3 separate regions of the Mus musculus genome follow, and all the other regions are linked to region 2. The links are chromatin contacts, called in public HiChIP or PLAC-seq maps. All regions are on one chromosome and are shown on one strand. Each heading gives the region's core, a stretch centred on a gene start, on an enhancer-like site or on the middle of the called end of the contact. The rest is flanking DNA. Distances are from core to core; before and after follow the strand shown. Region 1 has its middle 47 kb from the start of Slc19a3. Region 2 overlaps Gm34286 (a long non-coding RNA gene). Region 3 has its middle 66 kb from the start of Slc19a3.

Region 1 (2,700 bases), core at 47-2,546, 180 kb before region 2:
AATAGAATCATATTCATGTGTCTTCCTCACTACTGGGGTGCTGGGCTGCTTGCATCTTGCTCAGGGAAGGTGAAACACAGTCTAAGATAGGAGTCCCAGTCCGTGTTTCCATGAAAACAGCAGAGGCTGGGACAAAGGCTGTGGTTCTCAAACTCCTGTGTACCTAAACGCTGCTAGGACCATGTTTCCCACCCTCCTGTGTACCCAGACACCACTGGAAACCATGAGATGTTGAGAATGGCTCTCGATGAGGCCTGGATTGGAGCAGGGTATGGGGGGGTGTGGGAGGGAGGTACAGAGTCGGGCTTAGCTCCCAGGGAGTGCCAGGAATACGGAGGGACTAGAAGAGAACCTTCTGTGGGAGACTTGGAAGACTTAGGCAAGGCTCTGTATGATGAAGGCCTCCCCCTACAGCCGTCCTTGAATGATCAGTCCTCGCTTGTCCAAACTGTTTTATTCAAGGCAGATGAGGATGCGTACATCTTACTTAGGATAGATCAAGGATTAAGTGCCTTTTACTGGAAGGGATGCCCAGGAAGGGAAGCTCATTGGCTAAACACTGGAGGCCTATCTAGATAGCTCATTAGCATGGAGAAATCTAGGTTTTCATGCTATACAACCGGTTGTCATGGTCCTCTTAGTGGGATGTCATGGTTATGAGCTCCAGGAGAGGAACCTGGTTGGGAGCTCATGAGAACTCCTGCCGTTCTCAATCATGAGATTTACCCGGGTTCTGAGCTTGCTGCTGCCTTACCAGTTCTGCCTGGTTGCACGGTCCACTGACCTACACTCGTACACACTCTAACTGCCCTGATTTTATTGCAGAAGGAAATAAGCAAGTAACACATTAACCTGTCCATTTCCACTTCTCCTGAAAAAAAAATTGGGAAGAGTTATGCAACTGTCATTGCAGAATGACGCACTGAAGCATTGTGGGTTCCTCTTCAGCTCCTCTGGTCCCTGCCCATCAGAGACATTGATGGAAGGTAAGGAAATAGTAGAAGTCACCAGGAAGATAGCAAATCTCCAGCTAAAGGCCAAAGGGAGATGATGACCATACCATGAGAAGTCAAGTCTGCCTACCTGGGGCTATGTTAAGGTCCTGTGTACCAAGGAAGAAGTCTACAGAGTACACAGAGCCTCATGCCCCCTGAGAATCTCTTTCTGGCAACGCTAGCTGCTGCTGACCTAAGGCATCTGTCACGAGTCCCTCTGAACACATGTATTGGTCTTATGTTTCCCATCCACCTTTGCTTCAACTTGTAGATTGCTTGGATCCAGCTCCTGTTATCTTTACTAATGATTTCATAATTTATGACTGGACCTTAGGACTGTAATAGACTCATTCACTCATCTGGAAAGGGCACTGCATTTAATTTTTCCTTGAGATTTAAATCACTTTCTATTTGTATAAGATATCATAACATTTGCATTCCTATTAAACACAAAAATGGGCTTACGTTCTACAAGAGACCAAAACCAGTGGATAAGAGTGAGTTTACTTCAGATTACTCGTTAAAACCTCTTTCTGCCAGATGTGGCTTATGGGCCTCAAAGGACTTGTCCCTGTGATTGTACACATTACTCTTCGGATTCTTCTTAACCGTCAGAGTATAAATTGTCTGATGCTTTGAATAAAGTTGTCTCCTGCGTGAGACTTTAGTCCATCTCATTTGTTGGCTCCATTTTTCCAGGTCCCTCCCACCACCTTTAGAGCAGTAACAGGCGTGGAGCCAGCTGCTGGCACTATGTTGAAAGAGGTGTCTCATGAGCAAGTCCTGAGCTGCGTCACCAGAAATGTCCACCAGCCATTATCAAATGCAATAAAGGGACTGTGGTGACTGTACTTTGATCTAAGTGATTAAACTGTACTTGTAGTCCTGGAAAAGGAGCCTCGATACAGGAAAGTAATGGGGTCAAAGGGTGGGGACACAGCCAACTTTGGAGCAAGGAATTAATAAGAATGTGTCATAGGAGAACATTGAGTGTGTGAACATTGCAGACTCTTACAAGGTACAAAGAAAAGAAATATGACCTTGGAAAGACCCTAGGCACGAGGCCAAAGTGGAAAGCTAGTAATATACCATGAGTGTGAGACTTTTTCTGGTCACTGACAAAATCGGATATTGGGGAAAATTTAAAACCAGATTTTCCTGGAAGCTGTGGGCAGGAAAGCAGTGATTTCATACATGAGCCAGTAACAGTTTCCTCCACCAACCCATGGAGAGGAAGAGGTTTCACTAATCTGAAATGTGGAGCTCTGATTTGATCTCTCCTAACTGTAGAGTAAGCAATGCACTCTGGGTCCCTCTGCTCTGTGGAGGCTTAAGACAGGTGTGATTGCCAGGGTCTATCCGGGAAACAGAAATGCTGACATTGTGGCTGATGGTGGCAGCCTCCTGACGTGGGAAGGTCAAGGCCAGAATCCTAGACTCACAGGATGAGCCTCTTTCCTTGCCAGTTGACACTCTGTTCTCCCTCTGTGTACAGCTTCTGTGTTCCTGCTTTGAGACCACTGAAGCTAAGAGCAGCTGTGCTTCCCTCACCACCGTGAGACACAGCTGGGAGAGTAAATTATCTTTTTATTTACCTTTACATACTGGCTTCTCCAAATTTGGAGATACTAGGCTTGACTGGTTCCTGAGTCGAGAGTTGTGCATGGAAATGGTTCATCTTTATTAATGGTGAATATATACTTAT
Region 2 (2,700 bases), core at 146-2,645:
GCCTGGCCCTTAAACATTAACCTATTCTCTAAGAGAAAATATTCAGGATTATTTCAACTGAAGTATGGTTTTATATAAATTAACAGGTCAAAGAGGTTATTTTAATGTAATTTATTTTCTTCAACAATATAACAGCAGACGGACGCAGGTGCAGACCCAGAGCCATACATCAAGTGGAGCCCCGGGGGAGTCTTGTAGAAGAGTGGGGGATAGAAGTGAGAAAGTAGGAGGGGCCAAGGACACCACAAGAAGACCCACAGTGTCAACTAACCTGGGACCATAGGGGCTCACAGAGCCTGGTTCACCAATCAGGACATAAATGAGACCTGGACTTAGACCCCCTAGGCATTTGTAGCAGATGTGCAGCTTGGTTTTCACATGGGTCTCCTAACAAGTGGAGTGGGGGTTGTCTCTGTCTCTGTTCCCTGCCATTAACCGCCCCCTTTCCCTACTTCAGCTGCCTGGTTGGACCTCAGTGGGAGAGGATGTGCCTAGTCCTGCTGGGACTAGATGCCCCAGGATGAAGTGGTACCCAAGAGGGACTTCCCCTTCTGTGAAAGGAAAGGGCCAATGGGAGGAGGGATTTGTAAGGGTGGGACTGGAAAGAGAGAAGGCAGGGCATCTGTGATCGGGATGTAAAGCGAATTTTTAAAAAATCTAGGAAGCTCACAGCCATCAGGAACTCTGGGGCAGATTTGGATGCAGTTGGGAATCACAGTGGCATTGTTAAGTTAATCACATGCATACTTTTTTTTTTTTTTTTTTTTTTTTTGGTTTTTTGAGACAGGGTTTCTCTGTGTAGCCCTGGCTGTCCTGGCACTCACTTTGTAGACCAGGCTGGCCTCGAACTCAGAAATCCGCCTGCCTCTGCCTCCCCAGTGCTGGGATTAAAGGCATGCACCACCACGCCTGGCTTCACATGCATACTTTTGATAATACATGTGAAGACATAGCTCTAAAACTCATGTCCGTGGCTTCATTCTCAGCAAAGCTCAACCATTGTAAGGACCTCCCCATTCTTGAGGATCATGTCCAGCCAGTGCTTTAAGGTTTGAGATAATGCCATTTATCTGTCTGGCGGTGCTCCCTACAAAAGAGGGTAGGGCTAGGTGATGTCATTCCTTTTCTTTCTCCTCTCTCTCTCTTTCTCTCTCTCTCTCTCTCTCTGTCTCTCTCTCTGTCTTTATTTCTAATTGTGAAAACACTTGTCGGTGGGTTTTACAACAAAAGAGAGAGGAGGAAAGAAAGACCACGGCTGTGCCTTCAGTAATGGTTCCCATTTCAACAACCAGCCATTCTCTTAAGGAGTCTGTTTTCTGCAGATACGTAGGAAGAGATATGGAAGCAGAAATGCTGACGTGTGTTTGCCGAGGGAAGATTGCGACATCAGCTCAGGGGGTTGATCTGAAACTGGCCTTTGCCTTTCCTCACCTGGGGCTGCTGATGGGGCCGGAGGGGCAGCTTAACGGCATTATCTCACACTCCAGATGGGCACACTCAGGGGCAGAGTAAATAGCAGGCAGAGACGTGATGTCTAATGGGTCATTTATTTAACGTGTTATCTGCCGAACTCGGTGTGCAAAGTCCAATGCCATGTGGTGTTGGGGAATGGAAGGAGTCACCAGATGCAGTTCTTGTCCCAAAGGGTTTTCTGTGGGGGCAGGAAGGGAATGTAAATGATCTTAAATGTCACAAGGCAGTGAGATGATGTGAGAAATCCAATTTCCTCTGCTCTAGAAGGATAAGGAAAGGAGAGACTCTGGGAAGGAGGAGGCAGGGTTTGAAACCCACACGGCCCTGGAAGGAAGAAATGTCTCAGGCAGAAGAAACAAGTCAAGCGATTAGGAAACACACAGGGAGAAGATCCTGAGGGAGAGGTCTGTGTACAGCATAGGGTTCCAGAAGGTGAGGTGAGCATTGGGTTTTACTTTTAATAGAAAAAATAAAGGGGGGGGGGGAACAAAACAGCCAGTGGTGGCGCACACCTTTAATCCCAGCACTTGGAAGGCAGAGGCAGGTGGATTTCTGAGTTTCAGGACAGCCAGAGAAACCCTGTCTCAAACAAACAAACAAACAAACAAACAACCTTTTAATAGTAATCTCTGCCTGGATGTGGTAGTAATCACCTTTAAGTTCAGTACCCAGGAGACTGACCAGGAGGATTGCAAGTTTGAGGCCAGCTTGGACTCTATGGTGAGACTGTCTCTAATACATTAACCAAAATATCAACAATAGCAAGGACAAAACCCTTACTGGTTTCTAGCGCCAATGCTTCAAGAGCATCGTTAAGTACCCTTGAGCGGGATGAATTTCCATCAACTAGGCATTCTTCAGATCCTCTTGCCTGAGCAAGCCCTGCAGACAGGTTAACACAGAGAGAAAGCCACTTGAACCAAGTAGGTAGGGGGATCAGTGTCACCTCCCAGGTGGCAGCCTAGGGAGTAATGTTGAGCCTTTCCAATGAAATCTGGTGAGTAGGACCTAAAAAATCATTCCGATGACAGAGGCACTAGGAAGAGCGGCGTGTTCTTCTTCCCAGAGTTTACCGAAGCAGCAGCTCAACCGCAAGCCTTCGAAGGAGAAATCAGCAGCACGGAAATAACACTTGCCCGGGACCGTCCACACACCTCGTGGTTTACGTCATAATCCCGATGTGTTAACTCAACTCTCCTCATGCGTGTGCGAACACTGTCAAAAACA
Region 3 (2,700 bases), core at 145-2,644, 160 kb before region 2:
GGAGCACATTATTAGTAAACGTACAGTGTATGTCATAAAATGAGTTTGTCCTAGGGATGTGCTGGATAGCTACAAACATGTGCCCAGTCAGATCAGGACTGAAGTCAGTGTCTCCTATCCTCACACACTGGCATTCTGTCTGGAGAAGGCTTTGTTGTGAGGGCTGTTTGCTGTCCTGAGAGAGGAAGAACCATACAATCAATCACTATAAACCACTAGAGGCCAGCATGTGCCTGGTCATGACAAGTGTGTCTTCAGATATTGCCATGAAAATGAAAATGCAAACAAACAAAAAACCCTGATTGAGAACCATGATATTAAAGTTAGGGTTAGACTGGAACTAAACATTGTTTTTACATAATTCTTATGATAGTGTAGTAAAACTATAAGTCAATTTATCAAAACTTTCCCTACTAAGATGAATGGGGTTTTTTGTTTTGTTTGTTTGTTGTTTTACATTGTTGTTGTTCGCTGTTATCGTTGTTGTTACTGTTGTTATTATTATTATTATTATTATTATTATTATTATTATTAGAGGTGGTGGTGGTGTTGTGTGTGTGCATGTATGTGTGTGTGACATGCACAGCATATATGGAAAAGTCAGAGGACCTTTAAGGAAACATTTCCTGCCTCCAGCCTTACTGACTCAGGGTCTTTCTTGAGACCTGCCACTCTGCAAACACTCTACTTCACATTAGCTGGTCTAAAAACTTGAAAGAGATTCTCCTGCCTCTGCCTGCCTCTCACCTCACTGTAAAAGCACTGGGATTGCAGAACTCTTCCCAGAGCTCAAGCTTAGGTCAGCAGGAGTGTACGGCAAGTGTTGAGCGATCTCATGGGTTCAGTTAGTTTCTGAGAGGGTCTTTCTCTCTAGCCCTAACTGTCCTTGAACTCATGACAACCCATTTCATCCTCCCAAAGTTCAGGGATTACAGTTGTATGCCAGCATTACCAGTTTAGGCAAGGCGACTGTAAAGTTTACCAACATACCTTTCCGTAAAGAAGCTGAAATCCCTTAGTAAATAAACACAGAAGAGAAAGATCTGACACACACACAATAAGAAATCCTGCAGAGAGAGTTCTTGAGAGCAGTCCTTTCAGGGACCTTGAGGGCATTTCATGAAACGATGTCACAGAGACGAAAGGAAACACTGAGGCAAGGGGAGGGACGTCATTTTTGCTAGACTTTCTGAATTGGCACAAGACTAAGTCACCATCAGAGTGAGAGGAGACTACAGATTAGGAAATTCTAGGCTGAAGATCGCTGGTGTGCTACACAGACAGCAAGGGTCCACGGTTCCCATTCACCCTCTCTGTTAAGAGTTGTCCAAACCCTGACAGGCTATTTCTCACTGCCCTCAAGCTCTGAGGTCCCAACCCTGAGCCAGCACACAGTTGTGGAATGTGCGCTTATCAGCTCTTTCTGGCAACTGGCTGCCACAGTGGAATAGCTTCCTGTCCATCCTCAGCAAGCCTTTCCCCTCTATTGTCCAGCTTCCTCTGCTGATTCTGCTCATCTCTGCTCGCCCCTCCTTTGCCCCATGAAAGAAAATCCTGTTTCCCTTTGATTTTTGAATACTTGTCAATTTCTCTGATGTCTTCATCCTATTGCAACCGTCTATCTTTCAAATAAAGCCTCTCTCTAAATCCAGATTTCCTTTTATTTGACACCAGATTTTTGAGCCTGAGTTTTACCATCTGCAAAAGGAAGGAACAAAGGGGAAAAAAGGGCTTCCTTAGCCCCTTTCCAGCCTGTGGATTTAGAGACACCAAATACTGTTAGTCTGTTTCAAATCTTAAAAGGGAAAGATATGCACACTTCCCAGAGCTGGATCAAGTATGGTAAATTAAGGGTGCTGGAGCAGAGCTATAAGCCCAACTCTCAGGAAGCTAAGGCCAGAGGATTACAAGTTTGATCCAGCCTAGCCAAACTGTCACAACAGACAAAGGGAAAAAAAATTCAGTGAGTCACTATTCTTAACTGATAAGGCATTTCTCCAGCCCATGCCATTATTCTTTTATATCAGAGCCTGGATGTTAGCAAACTAGAAGACTATTTGCTCTCTGGTTTAACAAGATAGACTAATGTTAATTCCCACTCCCCCAGAGTGGCTCTGACAGCCTTCACACTGGGCTATGTGATAGTCGACTGGAATATTCTGGAATAGCCTTGGAAAGCTTCTCCATAGAAAATATGGCGCCCCCCCCCCACTTTTTGTGTATTTTCCAATAAATAGACGTTCTCTGCTGGCCCTTTAATATTCAAGTAAAATTGCATGCATCATAGCAGAAATGTAGAGATTTACTGTTTCTTTCTTCACTAGCTAAATCTGAAGCAACAAGACATTCTTACTTACCCTTCCTGTCCCTCTGAAGAGCATTCACTATGTTCAATATTGCCCTCGGGAAACAATCAAACTGTATTTCTGCTTTCATCCACTTTCTCAGGACTTGGTTAAGATTACTCTGGGGTGGGGTTGGGAGGAGTGTGATGCTCACAATTACTGATCAATGCTGTGTTGGAAAGTTTCAAGCTGTCTTATTTAACAGTTTAAAATGATAATATGTGACTCTAATTTTGACTACATTTAGTTTTGCCCCCCCCTCCCCCCAGTTTTCCTTGCCTGCTGGAATGATCAGAACATGGTACAACTAGAAAATCTAGATGAAATGGATAAAATCCTAGATGCCAAATTAAAG

What was found. HiChIP or PLAC-seq counts read pairs in DNA pulled down with a chosen protein or histone mark.
Region 1: an H3K4me3 HiChIP or PLAC-seq map of intestinal villus epithelium shows a contact between it and region 2, with 13 read pairs. The contact joins two enhancer-like sites. A contact is called at or near these places in 2 of 39 promoter capture datasets (the C10 cell line and embryonic stem cells), 7 of 15 datasets of contacts at CTCF or cohesin (CD8 T cells, the G1E-ER4 cell line, embryonic stem cells and 3 more), 64 of 484 Hi-C or Micro-C datasets (B cells, the Ba/F3 cell line, the C10 cell line and 25 more), 18 of 115 datasets of contacts at active chromatin or transcription factors (CD4 single positive thymocytes, CD8 T cells, T-cell acute lymphoblastic leukemia and 12 more) and 4 of 9 other capture datasets (adipose tissue, embryonic tail, liver and 1 more).
Region 3: an H3K27ac HiChIP or PLAC-seq map of extraembryonic endoderm stem cells shows a contact between it and region 2. The contact joins two enhancer-like sites. A contact is called at or near these places in 2 of 39 promoter capture datasets (the C10 cell line and embryonic stem cells), 8 of 15 datasets of contacts at CTCF or cohesin (CD8 T cells, the G1E-ER4 cell line, the NIH/3T3 cell line and 4 more), 67 of 484 Hi-C or Micro-C datasets (8-cell embryo, B cells, the Ba/F3 cell line and 26 more), 22 of 115 datasets of contacts at active chromatin or transcription factors (CD4 T cells, CD4 single positive thymocytes, CD8 T cells and 13 more) and 2 of 9 other capture datasets (embryonic stem cells and embryonic tail).

The regions. Positions count from the first base shown.
Region 1 is chr1:82,990,392-82,993,091 of GRCm38.p6, reverse strand. No RefSeq gene overlaps it. Among named protein-coding and RNA genes, the nearest start is that of Slc19a3, 47 kb to the left of the region's middle. Within about 2 kb of position 1,296, at least 13 of the 459 cell types and tissues checked have an H3K27ac peak or open chromatin away from gene starts, as enhancers often do. A contact at or near this core is called in intestinal crypt epithelium and intestinal villus epithelium, where this site is marked.
Region 2 is chr1:82,814,861-82,817,560 of GRCm38.p6, reverse strand. Gm34286 (a long non-coding RNA gene) reads right to left here. Exons shown (of 3, transcript XR_001779016.2): 2 at 2,254-2,688; 3 at 97-1,651. Among named protein-coding and RNA genes, the nearest start is that of Gm34286, 7.2 kb to the right of the region's middle. Within about 2 kb of position 1,395, at least 54 of the 459 cell types and tissues checked have an H3K27ac peak or open chromatin away from gene starts, as enhancers often do. A contact at or near this core is called in extraembryonic endoderm stem cells, intestinal crypt epithelium, intestinal villus epithelium and 1 more, where this site is marked.
Region 3 is chr1:82,970,960-82,973,659 of GRCm38.p6, reverse strand. No RefSeq gene overlaps it. Among named protein-coding and RNA genes, the nearest start is that of Slc19a3, 66 kb to the left of the region's middle. Within about 2 kb of position 1,394, at least 58 of the 459 cell types and tissues checked have an H3K27ac peak or open chromatin away from gene starts, as enhancers often do. A contact at or near this core is called in extraembryonic endoderm stem cells and pancreatic cancer cells, where this site is marked.